Regions from separate parts of the Columba livia genome. Here region 2 is linked to region 1. Evidence: chromatin contacts called from public Hi-C data. All regions are on one chromosome and are shown on one strand. The core of a region is the stretch at or near the end of the contact, and the rest is flanking DNA. Distances in the headings are between cores, read along the strand shown.

Region 1 (2,700 bases), core at 74-2,573:
CACGGGCAAAGCAGCCAGCATCCCGCTTTCAACCGGGATAATCAGCAAGGACGTGAAAGCCAGATGAATGACTAGGTGAGGGTGGGCTGCCGCCTGTCAGGAGCTGGAATATAAGTCAAAGCACTTTGAAATTAAATCCTCGCTTTGACAGGGAACTAATGCAGAGATTTTAAAGTAGGTGTAATACACTTAGACAGGCATGTGTGCAGCCCAGTGCAAGTTGCCGTGCTTTGAATAAGTGTGTCCTGGCTACACTGAGAGCAGGAAAATGGAGTTGAAAGACAAAGGGAATCTTGAATAGCTCCAAACCAGCTTGGCAGGATTTTAGAGATGGTAGCAAGAGGTTTTAGTAATAGACCTAACTAATAACGTTGTCAGGAGGCGGTTTGGTGCGCGGGTTTTGGCTGCCTAGGATCTTGGATTTCACACCAAGCAGCCATCTCGTGTCACTCCCGGCTTTAAATTAAGCCATTTGTGCCCACATGGACCGCTGGGGATAGATGGAGTCACTGTGGATGGCAGGGGAGATGGGGATCCCCACTACAGGGCAAGCCACGCTGCCCATAGCTCCTGGGATTGCCAGGAGCTGACCTTCCCAGACAACTGCAGCCGTGCGTTTAAGCCGCGACACTTGGCCAAGCATCACCCCACACACAGCCCCATCACCAGAGGGACGCCCTGCGTGGGGACAGCCCTGCGGAGACACCGCGGTTCACAACCTCGTCCCTGCTGCCGCTCCGGCCGCTGTTCCCTCCTGATAGGACCCCCCCAGGTCCCTCTCCTCGTTCGCGAATTTTCAAATGCCAAAATTTGGCGCTGGCTGTGAATCCTCAGCAACTGGGATTTGGGAAGTCCCGACCGACCGAAGGGGTGGTGGTTGACGGGGAAGGCAGTCTTGGCGATGCCCAGGCTGCTCCTAGCAATGCAGAAACCCGAGCAGCGCCAGGCCCTATCCGGAGAGCTCTGCTTGTTCACAGCCGCGCAGAAATTGCCCTAAAAACACCAAATGCGAGTGAAAAACCGCTCCTCCTCTCCTCGATATGCAGCTGCCCCGCAGTTCCGGGGAGAAGCAAGCCTCCCGTGCCGCGACCCCACGGCACCCACCAAACCCACCCGGGGGGTCTCGGAGGTCGCTGCCGGGGGCCTGGGGGCTGCAGCGGGGCAGGGGGAGCCGGCAGAGCCCCCGGTGCCCTCCCCGCCGCCGTCCCGCCTCTGGGGGTGTCCCCGGCGGCCGGTCCCGCCCAGGCAGCGGCGGAGCCGGGGCGGCCCCCGGGGCTACCCCCGCCCCCGGCCCGCCCCCGGCCCGCCGCTCCATCCCGGGATGGGCCGGCCGAGCTGACAGTCGGGCTCGGCGGCCGCCGCGGGCGCATCCACCGGGCAGCGCCCGCCGCCGCCGCTCCTGCCCGGCGCCCACCTGCGGCGGCGGCTGCCCCGGGCCGGGGGGAGCTGCCGCCGCCGGCTCCGCTCGCTCTCCCGCTGCCTGTTCTCCAGGATGAGCCCGGAGTATTTCCTGCGCTCCTTGCTGCTCATCATCCTCGCCACCTTCTCGGCCAACGCCAGCAACTGGCTGTGAGTAGCCGCGGGGCGAGGGGGGAGGAACCGGCGCCGACACTTGTTGATCCCCCGGGGGTGCTGGAGCAGGTGCTGCCGGGGTCAGGCAGCTTCGGGGTGCAACCCCCGGCAACGATGCTGCTCGGTACTCAGCGGGGCATTGGGCTCCTGTCGCTGTCACACCGGGTACCCCGATCCCACTGACCCCCCAAACTGGTGGCAGCGGGGGTGGCAGCCTGCACCCCGGGCAGGGGGGCTGCAGAGGATGCCAACCCTTCCCAGCCGCTCAGGTCTGGTGTGTTACTGAGGTTGGTTGGACAGAGGCTGGTTATCGAGCCCCTGTCCCCATTTTGTCCTTAAGTTATAAATCCAGACCCCAGCGGGAGAGGACGGAGGTCAGGGCATCGGGTCAGAGCAGGGCCCGGGGGCTGGCGAGGTGCCGTGCGAGGGCCAGCGGTCCAGGGGAGGATTTGGCAGGGCTGGGACGGCCGAGTGTGCCAGCCCCGGGGGTTTGTGGTGAGCAGGGCTGCCCACACCTCAGACCCCTGTTCCCGGCGGGACAATGGGTGGTGGGGGGCTGTTGCATGCTGCAGAGGAGCCTGGTGACACTGGGAACCTGGTGAACAAACACTGAAATAATGTGTAAGGTAAACAGGGGCAGAAATCATTCTGGAAAATTCCTACGTGTTTGCCAAGGCGGTGGGACTGTCTTCTGGGAGACCCCATGGGGCAGAGGGGATGGAGCACGACAGCACCTTCCTACCTAACTTTGAATGAAGGGGTCAGTTTCTCCTAATTAATCTGCTCTGATGGGAGATGGCGCTTGCCGCGCTCCCAGCGTCGCTGACTGCTGTCAGCTAATTAGCTCCCGCTGCTCGCACCCAGCGGACCCGCTCTCAGGCTGGGAACACGGGCCGCTTCCATTCCACCTCCTCGGGTCTCCACCGGCCAGGGCAGGTTCACTGCAGCCGGGCGGGGAGTCCCTGGGTCTGTCGGCACGAAAGATCCCGAGTGGCTTGTGCCTCTCCTGACACCTGCGCCAAGGTGGGCACAGTCCCATAAGCACATCCCCTGCACAAGGAGTCCTTTCTGCCTCTAGATACAGCTCCTATCTCTCCCCGCTTTAGATTCGGCTTGCTGGAGGCTTGC
Region 2 (2,700 bases), core at 50-2,549, 150 kb before region 1:
AAGCTATACAATGATGCTTTTCAAAGCTGGTCAGCCCAGGACAGGGACCAATTCCCCCAGACTTGTTAGTGAAATACACAGAACTCCTCTGAGCTCAGCCTATTGAGACAGCAAGTCAGGAGGCACCTGGACTTCCAGTGCGGTCCCCTCTTGCTTCAGGCCATTAGAGACACGTCCACAGCCCCAGAACTCAACTAAGGCCAAAGGACCGACAGCTCTTCAAACACGAGCACAGTTGCTTCACAACACACAGGGAAGGATACAGTGATGTAAAAGCCTAACAACACTCACCCCAGGAAGCCAACTTGCTTCCTCCATCTCCTGGAAGACTTCTATAACCACTGAGCTACAGTCTGGGCAACAACGTTTTCAGCACCTTCTTTAAGCTGCATGTCACGGCAGTCAACTCAAAATATACTGGAAAGAGGGATTAAACAAGAGCAAACGCACAGGCACAGAGGCAGGGTGGTCAGCTGGGAGACGACCTTGTTCTGGTCTGCACTCCAACATGCTGTTCCTGCATCACCCTGTCCTTGGACTGCGGTTTGAAACCCAGATTCCTCCTCAAATGCAAGACACTTGGTATCTCTTAACCAAAAACCTAGAGAACCATGCTGCCCTATGTCCTATCTGAGCCAATACATCAGGTGCCCCAGCCTTTCTTTCCACCACACGAGAAGAAATTACCCCCAAGGTTCACCCACAAGCCTGTCTCTGGGGAGGACGTGGGTTTTATCGACCCAGACTCACCTCAGCACATTTCCATATTAAATCTAACACGACCTGGGAACAGGCTGCTACTGAACGGGGCAGCCCTGCTCCTCCCTGCTCCTCTGCTGTGCGGGTGATCACACAGGAAAATGGATCATACCACTGATTTCTTATCACAACGCAAACAATAAATATTTATTTGCTCCCTCCGCCTCCCTGTCCGCCCGGTCCCTCCCGGCGGGCGGGAACAGCCGCTCCCGTCCCGCTGCCCCGGGACGACACGAACAGGGCCCGGGCCCAGGCGGGCCCGCCGCGCGGGTTTGGCCCCGAGGTGGGGAAGGGAGGCCGGGCCCGGCAGAGTGGGAGCGGAGCTGCCCGCCGAGCCCCCCGGGCCACAGCGAAGGGCCCGATGGCGGCCCAGGCCCGGCCGGCGGCCCCGTCGCCATGGTTACCTTTATTGGGCGCGGCGCGGCGGACACGGCGCGGAACAATAAAGCTTCAACAACAGCCGCCCCTCCCCCACCCCCTCAGCGCTCTGCGCCGGGCGCCGCCATCTTGAAGCGGCGGCGGGCCGGCTCCCGCGTCACGTGACGGAGGAGCAGAGTCGGGGGGGGGGCACCGGCGCATGCGCAGTTATGGCGCGCGCGTGTCCTTCCCACGCGCGAGTCGCCCGAGTTCCGCCCCCCGTGCGGCCGCCCTGAGGGAGCGGCCGGTCCTGGCGGCTCCTCCCGGGCCCCGCGGTCAGTCGACCGTCCCCCTGTGGCAGAGCGCGGGCCCGTTCCCTGAGGAGGGCGGCGGTGCCCACGCGGGGCCGTGGGTGCGCAGCCCGGTGCGTCTGCGAGGGACCTGCTGGATCAACCCGCCCGTGGGCTGGGCGAGGGCGGAGCTGGGCTGTGCTGGGCCTGACAGAGACGAGGTCACGGGCGGTCTGGCCGTGGGGGGGATTGAGGCAGGTGGACCTTGAGGTGCTGGAGCGAGTGGAGAGAAGGGAACGGAGCTGGTGAGGGGCTGGAGCACAAGTGTGATGGAGCGGCTGAGGGACCTGGGGGGTTCAGCTGGAGAACAGGAGCTGAGGGGAGACCTTCTGATCTCTGAACTGCCTGAAAGGAGCTTGGAGCCAGGGGGGTCGGGCTCTGCTCCCCAGGAACAAGCGCCAGGAGCAGAGGAAACGGCCTCAAGTTGCGCCAGGGGAGGTTGAGGTTGGATCTGGGAACAATTTCTTCCCCAAAGGGCTGTGGGGCATTGGAACAGGCTGCCCAGGGCAGTGCTGGAGTCACCATCCCTGGAGGGCTGGACAGATGGACATGAGGTTCTCAGGACATGGGTTGTTGCTAGATTTAGGTTATCTTTGGGCTCAATGATCTTGAAGGTCTCTTCCAACCAAAATGATTCTATGATTCTATTCTATGATTCTATAGCACAGTCCTGGCAGTGGGTTCTGATCTTCTGCCCCTTCAGCCACTTACCCAGCCACTGGCCTTTGGCAGCACAGCACCTGCTGGCATGATGTCTGCTCTCCTGGCAGCCCTGTCACCGTTGTTGTCCTCTGCAAGGCATCCTCACCTGTAGCCCAGCACCCCAGGCTGGGGAGGCCACCAGGCCTAGAAAGTGAATTGGGGGGTCGCTGGCAGTCCCAGCAGCGTCCCCTGGGCTGTCTGGGAAATGCAAGTGGCAAAAGAGCCAGCAGGTGCTGAAGGGCACTGTGCTGTTCATGGACCCGTGCGTGTGTGCTGTGCATTAGTGTGCATGTGGCAGGAATAGGCCAACCTGCTCTGGGGCTGAGGCGAGGAGACCCCAATCTGTGGCATAGCCAGGGCGTGCGTTGTTCTTCCCCAGCCAGACCTCGCTGTGTTTATGTTCTGTCATTAATCAGACGCAGCCCATCGCTCCAAGAGGGTCTCTGTGTGCATTTTGTTTCAGCGGGCACTGGGAACTTCCAGATGGCCCCAGTGAGCAACACTGCCCCTGCCATTGGGCAGCGAGACCACC

Evidence for each region. Hi-C and Micro-C count contacts between places; a contact is called where the count stands out from the background.
Region 2: a contact with region 1 is called in a Hi-C map of liver, with 2.0 times the contacts expected there. The contact joins the promoter of ZBTB40 here to the promoter of WNT4 in region 1. A contact is called at or near these places in 2 of 2 Hi-C or Micro-C datasets (crop and liver).

Annotation. Positions count from the first base shown.
Region 1 is chr21:6,631,967-6,634,666 of bColLiv1.pat.W.v2, reverse strand. It overlaps WNT4 (Wnt family member 4), which reads left to right and starts at 1,323. Exons shown (of 5, transcript XM_005512396.4): 1 at 1,323-1,569. The coding sequence starts at 1,493.
Region 2 is chr21:6,783,358-6,786,057 of bColLiv1.pat.W.v2, reverse strand. ZBTB40 (zinc finger and BTB domain containing 40) reads right to left here and starts at 1,299. Exons shown (of 18, transcript XM_065038191.1): 1 at 1,164-1,299.